Linked DNA regions of Mus musculus: region 1 is linked to region 2. A link is a contact called in public ChIA-PET data. All regions are on one chromosome and are shown on one strand. Each heading gives the region's core, a stretch centred on a gene start, on an enhancer-like site or on the middle of the called end of the contact. The rest is flanking DNA. Distances are from core to core; before and after follow the strand shown. Region 1 holds the start of Cyp2r1 (cytochrome P450, family 2, subfamily r, polypeptide 1). Region 2 holds the start of Rras2 (related RAS viral (r-ras) oncogene 2).

The links. ChIA-PET counts read pairs in DNA pulled down with a chosen protein or histone mark.
Region 1: an RNA polymerase II ChIA-PET map of effector CD8 T cells shows a contact between it and region 2, with 8 read pairs. The contact joins the promoter of Cyp2r1 here to the promoter of Rras2 in region 2. A contact is called at or near these places in 3 of 39 promoter capture datasets (liver, neural stem cells and pre-B cells) and 2 of 115 datasets of contacts at active chromatin or transcription factors (effector CD8 T cells and large pre-B cells).

The regions. Positions count from the first base shown.
Region 1 is chr7:114,561,711-114,566,313 of GRCm38.p6, reverse strand. Cyp2r1 (cytochrome P450, family 2, subfamily r, polypeptide 1) reads left to right here and starts at 3,342. Exons shown (of 5, transcript NM_177382.4): 1 at 3,342-3,581. The coding sequence starts at 3,357.
Region 2 is chr7:114,114,731-114,119,487 of GRCm38.p6, reverse strand. Rras2 (related RAS viral (r-ras) oncogene 2) reads left to right here and starts at 1,707. Exons shown (of 6, transcript NM_025846.2): 1 at 1,707-2,092. The coding sequence starts at 1,985.

The DNA of each region.
Region 1 (4,603 bases), core at 2,093-4,592, 450 kb before region 2:
GAGGAGTGTTCCTCTTTCTCCACATCCTCGCCAGCATCTGCTGTCACCTGAATTTTTGATCTTAGCCATTCTGACTGGTGTGAGGTGGAATCTCAGGGTTGTTTTGATTTGCATTTCCCTGATGATTAAGGATGTTGAACATTTTTTCAGGTGCTTCTCTGCCATTCGGTATTCCTCAGGTGAGAATTCTTTGTTCAGTTCTGAGCCCCATTTTTTAATGGGGTTGTTTGATTTTCTGAAGTCCACCTTCTTGAGTTCTTTATATATGTTGGATATTAGTCCCCTATCTGATTTAGGATAGGTAAAGATCCTTTCCCAATCTGTTGGTGGTCTCTTTGTCTTATTGACGGTGTCTTTTGCCTTGCAGAAACTTTGGAGTTTCATTAGGTCCCATTTGTCAATTCTCGATCTTACAGCACAAGCCATTGCTGTTCTGTTCAGGAATTTTTCCCCTGTGCCCATATCTTCAAGGCTTTTCCCCACTTTCTCCTCTATAAGTTTCAGTGTCTCTGGTTTTATGTGAAGTTCTTTGATCCATTTAGATTTGACCTTAGTACAAGGAGATAAGTACGGATCGATTCGCATTCTTCTACATGATAACAACCAGTTGTGCCAGCACCATTTGTTGAAAATGCTGTCTTTCTTCCACTGGATGGTTTTAGCTCCCTTGTCGAAGATCAAGTGACCATAGGTGTGTGGGTTCATTTCTGGGTCTTCAATTCTATTCCATTGGTCTACTTGCCAACAGACCACTTTGTAATCAAACCCATCATTTGGATAGCCTTTCTCCCAGACTCAAGAGAGGCAAATGTGTCTACTTTGGGAGCAAAATTTAAAGGAGCACCATGAAACCTGATAACCAAAATAGTATTTCAATACAACACTTTATGATCAAAAAGCAAAATTCATGAACAAGATATGAAATTTTTAATAAGGAAGGATCTGTATTATTGATTTTTTCTTTTGCCTTAGGCTCTAGTACGGTTCAGCTCAACACTTCCTCACTTCCTTCTGTTCTGATGAAATACACTAAGCACATGCGCAATGGAATGTGCAAAGGAGGCAAAGTTGTGCTTGTTGCCTCACTTGGAGCCAGGGAAGCACCAGGGAACAAGTGCCTAGGCCCACAACAGATACTGCTTCTCAGGACAAAGAGTGTTGGCTCCTGTCCCCGTTTCTTGCTAGGTCTGGTAATTTACAAAGAGAAGACTTCACATAGCTTACAGTTCTGTAGGTCTAAGAGCTTGGGACGAGCTTCTAAAGTGAGGGCTCCATGCAGCTCCATAAGAGAAAGTTGGAAGGGAAGCAGGAGTAGGCTCTTACAGAAGAGCTGACATGGACACAAAAGAAGCAACCGAAAGCCTACTTATTTTTATTAACAACCTTCTACAGGGTAAGTAACACATCCCAAGATAACTACATTAATCTCTTTGTGAGTGTAGAATTTCTACAACCTAATTACCTCCTGAAGATCCCAACAACAGGGTCATATTGGACACTAAGCCTCAACCTGAGTTTTGGTGACAACCATATTGAAACCATAACAGTTCCCAAATCTCAATGGATCACAAGCTATCCTTTTGTCTGTGGTGACTATTATCACTCTGTACACAGAAATGGCAAAGCCCCAATATGGTGTCCATATTTCTTCAAGAATTCATTCCACTTTGTATAGGAAAAACAGAATCTTCATGGTGAAACAGTGAAACTCTACCCTTCTAAACACCCCTGTGGTAATAAAAGCTATAGAAAACAGTACTGATCAGAGTCTTTTATTCCAAGAGTAAACTCTGTGAGACAGAATGAAAGGAAGGGTGCAGTGAACGTTGCTGAGCACTAGCAAAATAAATGGCTCAAGAGGAGGCTCAGAGCTTCAGTTATTCATTAGCTCTTACTCTTTAAAGGTCAGTGGGGGAGATGTACATTAGTGCTGTCAATCAGATAGGCTGTACTGGGAGAGTCTGTACTCCCTACTAAGGTAGCAGGGAAAGAAGAAATAATTCCTTAATCAACACAAATTGGAGAGTATTCCTGGAATTGAAATTAATCTGTTTTTAAAATAAACAATGGAAGGGACTCCCTCCTGAATGGAGTACCTGTATTGTACAGCAGCTGCAGCCAAACTAGATACTTCAAGCCTTAAAATGATGTGAGAGAAGAAGGCGGGGCTGATATCAAGTATGTAGCAGGCAATGAACGCTCCTGCTGCTTCACCGTTACTGTTTCCCAAGGGCAACCTCAATATCCATCCTGTGAAACTGAAGGTTTAGTTTAGTAATAACATCTCACCATTATTTTTCTAACCTACTAGGCGATTAATAATAAAGTTAAGGAATATTTCAAGATAAAATATCAAGCATTTTAACAGTAGGTGGGTTGTCTATGGATGGAGATCCTGAAAAACACTGTAGGAACTTTGTTATTCTTTTCCAGCCAAGTATCTTCGATGTATAAGACACATGCACTGTGCAGGCATTCAATAAATAGTAGCATGAATAAAACTTAAGGTAATGAGAACTGGTGAACTTTTGCCAGTGCTGAATCATAATCAGAGGGCAGGTTGTTGGGAGTCTCAAGTCCTGCCGGTCCTGTGTTGCAAGTAATTGCCCAATAGAAAACAGGAATGTGGGCTGAACTAACGACATAAAATCAGTGCCTCTGCCTCAGTAGGAGACAGAGAACCTGAATAGTCAGTGCTATCCCTGAAAAGAGAGGCCTCTGAGATTATAAATAAGAAACCAATGGGGGCTTGGGAGAACAAAGAAGGGTGAAAAGATAGGTGACTAGAACTAATCAGAATCCTCAAAGGGTCCACCGAGAAATGGCTCATAACAAACAGTGAAATTGCAGACAGAGTGAAGCAAAATACAATAAGGTTATTTCCTTTTCCTCTTGATATGTGGACTCGCTAATGGAAGTGCTGGTTATTACCAGACTCGGTTAAAGAATGCAGTTCTAATCTCTTCCCTATCCGTAGACTGAAAATAAACAGACCAGGCAACGTTAGACACTCTTTAAGGACAGACGTCCAGAGAACTAAGATGCACCGAGCCCAGAGAGCGAAGTTCACATGACCAACCTACTGACAACATTCCGGAAAAGGGCCCTAGGGCTCCGTGCCCGTTATGCGGTCCTCACCAAGAGCCAAGCCAAACCCAAAGGTTTACAAACGGACTCTGAGCAAAGCAGATCTGGAGCTGGCTAACCCAAAGGACCCTGAGCCCACACTGAATGAACCAATGGCCGTAGAGATAAGGCGGGCCGTCGAGGCGCCGGGCCAATGGGAGTGCGGCAGGGCTGGTGGGTGCGCCCCTGCCTCCTCGCTCCGGACTGGTTCGTAGCCCAGCCCGGGGCCGATGTTGGAGCTACCGGGAGCCCGGGCGTGCGCTGGGGCGCTCGCGGGCGCTCTCCTGCTGCTGCTCTTCGTGCTGGTGGTCCGCCAGCTGCTGAGGCAGAGGCGACCGGCGGGCTTCCCCCCGGGTCCTCCGCGGCTGCCATTTGTCGGCAACATCTGCTCCCTGGCCTTGTCGGCCGATCTTCCCCACGTCTACATGAGGAAGCAGAGCCGGGTGTATGGCGAGGTAGGCCTCAACGCGGACCTTCCTCTCGTCAGAAGGAACCACTCAAGCGAAGCCGGCTTCGAGGGCCGCGCCTCCTACAGGAAGCCGCCTCACCAATACCACGCCAGAGGCGCTTCGGCTTGAGTTTCCCGCCCACAGATCAGCATGTGCTTCTGCGCTTGCGCTGTGTGGCCTGTACTCTCTGGAGATGCCAGCCCGTAAGCTGCCACTGACAGAAACTTAACGGCCCCGTGGGCCCTGAGCTTGAGGGAAAAATCAAGATGCAGTGAGTTTCTAGGACAGTTAGTGGTCAGTATTGTAGGCTGCTGATTAAACCATGGTTTAAAAGATTTAACGCTAAAAATTAAAATTGCCCTTTAATTTTCTGAATCCTCAATTTTCCTCATCAGAGTAATTAGAATGATACCCAAAAGCAGTAAGAAGCTACCCAACTGTATTGCCTACTATATATGATTTTGGTTACTATGTGTGAAAAATATCTTCATTTAGTAGTGTTAGGGATTGACTGTAGGGTTTGGCAAGTTAAGTGTTTACCACTGAAACACACAGCCAATATAATAGAAATGTATTATGCCTCCAAATCTAAAATTATCTTTAAACCAGTTGATTTGAAATGGTTTCTCATTGAATAGGAAATTAAAAATTTTTACATAAATATTTGAACTGAAAGGAATTATTTACTATGAATATTCATATAGGACAAGTAATGTAAGTCTGTTCGTTAAGATAAAATTAAAATTAAGTGTTTGGAAGACTGTCATTAAGGAATAGGTTGATTGGATTCAATTGATTAGAATTTGGCGTAAATAATTTTGTTTCTGGTACACTGAGGAAACTGCATTGTTTACAGTGATGACCACTTACTGCACATCAGATAAGCCTGACCTGTGTTGATAGCTTCAAAGTTGCAAGGAGCAAAACTGAAAAGGATATATGTATTTCAGAGTAAACATTGTATTGCAAGGCTTAATAACCACCAAACATTAACTCTTTATAAACTACTGCTGCATTTGATCTTTATT
Region 2 (4,757 bases), core at 458-2,957:
CTATGACGCTTCATTCAAATTTGCCCCTCCCCTATACTGCCCTCCCAGGACCCTCCTCCTTCTCTCTGGCTGGTTCCCTTCTGGATTCAGGGGCACTTTTGTTTGGTATGTATACACAGCCATCTCATGGTAATCAATTTTCACTTGACTCCCAGGAGAGAGTTAAAAACTGTGTGGTCTTTTACGCTGTGGCCTCGGAAGCCATTCTGTATCTCCCCTACTGTATTCTACTGGCTTCATTCAGGGCACGAAGTGTTCAAGAACTGGAGGGCATATTGTAAAACCACCATGCTTAGCCCACACTGTATTAAGCACTGCGTTTCTTTGTGTATATATGTGTTTGGGTGGGATGTCTGCTCGGCAGTGAAGGAACTGTGGAGGGCAGAGAACAAGTGTTGGGGGTTGCTTTTCTCCCTGCCTGTGGGTCCCAAAGATCAGGTCGGTAGGCTTGCGGGTGCGCCATCCACTGGCTCGGGCCCTTATTTGAGAGCTTATTTGGAAGCTGAGGCACAGAGCTTAAGTTCCCATCGCTATGCCATTAGCAAAGCAGGCAGGATTTGAACCAGTGTACCCTCTGAGAAGACCACAGCCTCCATCTTACGTGGCCTCTATAGAGATATCCCTACCACATCCAAGTCACACACAGTGAGTTTCTATTTATATCTGCAAGCTTGTAAACTCCCCCGAGAACGTTCAAAACCACACAACAGAATGTGTCCTTTTGCCATCTCTGGCTTCTGCATATCATGGTTTTCTTTTCTCTCTTTCATTCTTCCTATCTTTTCAGACTAGGTCTCACTCTTCCAGCCCTGGCCTGGAACTCACTATGTAGGTCAGGCTGGCCTTGAACTCTTTGAGCTTCCAGAATACTGGAACTAAAGGCGTGGGTTACCACACACGGCTCAGCTTGGTTTTCTTTCCCTGGAATACTTTTCTCCCATTCACTCATCTGTTTACAAGATTATTCCTCGGGTCTTTGGGAAAACCTTCTCTGACTAGCCAGCTCTGGGGTAAGTGCACCTTGGACCTCAGTGCTGAGCAGCTGTTGTTCTTACAATTATGTCTCACAAGGTGCCTATTGTCCCGGCTGCCTCCTCCTCTGGACTCTAAGGGCAAGGGCCTGATCATGTTCGTAGAAGCTGTGCTAGCAAGGAACACGCTCCTCCTAAAAAACATGTCACCAACCTGCAAATTTCTCACGACCCTCATACACAATTATCACACATTTTTTCACACATAGACATAGGAACAAAGATGTTACGCCCCAGATCTGTCCACATGCACTGTGGCCCCGTGCAAGCTCAATCACTACCCACTCTCTCACTGTCACTAGACTATCATATGTTCAGGTACCGCTACAGGTCTCATTTTCTTCAATCGCTGCCTTATACTTTTTTTTTTTTTAAACAAATACAGTCACCATCTGCATTCCGAAAACAGGGTATGGAGTTGAGTGAATATGACAACAGTTCTATTTTTCATCCACGCCATCACAGGCTGTTTCTTTCATGAACACGATCCCTGATTTATGCAATCACTGTCACCGCCGTCCATCTTCCCGGTTTCTTCCTTCTCCTCCCGGTGCTCTGAGGGCAGGTCTGCAGGGTCTGCTGCCTAGGGCGCTCCAGAGTCTCCGCCTGGGCGGGCGCGGCCTAGCCCCGCCCCCTCATGCATATGTAGTACCCCAGCCCAGCGGCCCGGCCCCCAGACGGCCATTTGTAGCGGTGCCGAAGGCTGCGTTCGGCTGCGCTGCAGATCCGCGAAGAAGAGCGCGCTCCCTGGCCGCTGCGTCCTCTGCCCTGGAGCCTTCCCGGCTCTCCAGCGTCTCGGGCAACTCCCAGCCGGTCCGAGGGATAGCGCTCCGCGGCCCTCCAGGCCACTCACGGACCCCGCGCGCTCTACCGCCTGTAACCCAGCCGGCCGCACTCGTCCCCGGAGCCGGGCCTAGGGCGCGCGGCGGCCGGGCTGGGCTCGGGGCGTCCCGATGGCCGCGGCCGGCTGGCGCGACGGCTCCGGCCAGGAGAAGTACCGGCTCGTGGTGGTCGGCGGTGGCGGCGTGGGCAAGTCGGCGCTCACCATCCAGTTCATCCAGGTGCCTGGAGACGGCCTGCGGGGTGGCGGCGGCGGCGGGGTGGCGCTACCTGTGGCCGCGGCGACCCCGCCCGGGGCGCGCGGGTGCGGGGCTCCGGCGCGTGCGGTGCGCGCGGGTGCGGTTTGCGCGGGGCCAGGGCGCGCGGCTGCGAGGGCAGGAACAGTGAGGAGTCGGCGCTGCGCTCCTGCCCTGCGGCCACGGCGCCGCGCTACTGCCCGCCAGGCGCCCGGCGCGGCGTCCGGGGAGTCGGGCTTCTCAGGAATGTGGCCCGGAGGGCGGAGCTGGCCGGGTGGGAAGCGCAGTTCCACCTTATCACTGCGGTCAGGGCGGGAGCCCGCGGGTTGCAGCCGCGCCGCGGTGCCGGGCTTCCTGCCCTGAGGGCCGGAGTGGGGACCCCGCGCCTGCCTCGGTGGCAGCGCTGGCCCGGGCTACTTGGCGGCGGCTTCGCGCCGCCGGCTCCCAATAGTGTTTTCTCTTTGTGTGTGTTTGAGCTTCTCTTACAAGTAGTCTGTTTGGTGGTACGTCCGGGTGGGAGTGTTTGATCGTGCCCTAGGGAAATAATGGCTTCGAGGAAGTTAAAAATGTGCTTTGATAGGGGCGAGACCATTTCCTTGGAATTCCCGGTGCCTGCCTGCTTCGCGCTTAGGTGAAGTTTGGGGTGAGCCCCGCTAGGAGGGGACGAGTATGAGTTGTGTGTTGCACCCTTCTCCCCCCCCCCCCCTATTTTCTGTTTGCTGGAGGAGGAAAGTCGGGTTGTGGCAAAGAAAAGGAAGGTGAAATTTGTCTTTAGATTTTATTCTAGGTTAAGACGCCCGAGTGATTTTCCTTTCTCTTCTTTTTGATTTTTAAAAGCAAATGCAGATCTCCTTGCTTTTGTCACCCTGAAAGGCGTGGCATATGTTGGGAAGAGAGCGCAGGTACCCTGCTAAGTAACAAAGGTATTTTTACTGTATTAAAGAGGACGGGTAGCAAAATGTTTTTGTGTGTGTGTGTGTTTGTTTTGTTTCACCCATTTGTTGAATTGATAGAGTTAAATAGCTTATTTTATTTCGATGTAACTGTGGTGTTTATAGTGTTATTAAGACGCACAGTTCCATAACCTAAATGATAATTTTCACATCGCGTGAATGAACAGTAGCTGCTCCTGTAGTAATTCATGGAATTAAAAAAGTGCTGCTCAACTTTTGTATTCAGAGAGGATGCTTATGTCATGAGCGTTGACAGTATGCTCAGTGGCGGTGGCAGCGGCAGCGGCTGCAATGGTGGGGGGCGTTGGTTTATGTTTACCAGTCTTCAGTCTGGCTTTTTGGCAGTTGTTATTTGCCTGGGACCAAAAGAGACTTAAGTGGCTGACAGCAAAACAAGTCACAGCTAAGTCTCCCTGGTGGCTGGTTTTGGAGGGAACCAAGAAGGCAGAGGATGGTCCTGGGTCCCAGAACCGGTGGATAACATTACTTAGATTTAAGTCAGAAGCATTTAAGTTTTTGAGGGAAGGACTATCTGAATATGATTGTTTCCACAAGTTAGGGTATTTGCGAAATAGTTTAAAAAACCCTTACACTCCAGGTGATTACTGTCTTCCTCAGGACCTTCTCGAATTCATTTGTTGACGACTTTGTGAGTAGTCTGGTATCTAGAGGCTCAAAAATGAGGTCAAGTAAAGACATGCATGGCCATGATGTATGCAGATAAGGACCTTTGAATTCTACAGACTTGAATATGTGCCTTTGGTTTATTGGCTATGAAAACACCCAAGTAGCTTTTCTGTGCCTCAACTTTCTTACTAGTTAAATAGCTCTCAGTACATGTCCTTTATAACTTTTGCATTATGAGAAAGATCTTCGAGTTGTGTTGAACATGCAATGTGTACTGTGTTGATAATAGTCACTTTAGTAAGTGTGAGAGATGAGACCTTTAGATGCAAGGGGATTTGAAGAAGTCAGTGTTGGAAGGCTTCAAAGATGCACTGTGGGGCTGGGGATGTAGCTCAGCGTAGAGTGGTTTGTCCAGTGTGTGGAAAGCTCTGCCTTCGAGCCCTAGTGCCAGAAAAAGAGCACTGTGTCTTATCAGGGGTTGTGTGAGTGGAAATGTGATGGATCTGGGGAGCCACAGGCCAGATTAGAAAGAGGAGGCCGATGTGTGGGGAGCTGGGAGTGGGAGAGGCATATGTGACTTGGGGCTTTTGGGGCTGGTGAAACAGGAACATAGGCTCTGAGGTTGACTTGGTGAGGAGGAAGGAGGCACAACACAGCACCTGTGTGGAGACCCAGCCATTCCCCTGAGTTTGATGTTGGGTAAGTTACTGAACCTGCCTGTGCTCCGGCTTTCAGTCATCTGTAAGCTGGGGTAATAAAATTATACAGCTGTAGAAATCAAATGGATTCACATCAAGGGCTTGGGACAAGGTGTAGGTCTACAAAGGCTACCTCCATTACTCTGCCACTCTTAGATTAAGTAACTAAAGCTGCAGTCTATCATCTACATCAGCACACACTTATAAACACACCCGCACCGACTCGGAAACATACATACCACACTCACAGTGCCCCCTCCCCATAAAAGGGGGGTGTGTATTTAGATGGCATTTCAGTTTTTGTTCCCCCTCCCAACCCTGACCGTTCTCCACCACCTCACCCGGTGTTAGGGGTCAAACCCAGGACTTTGG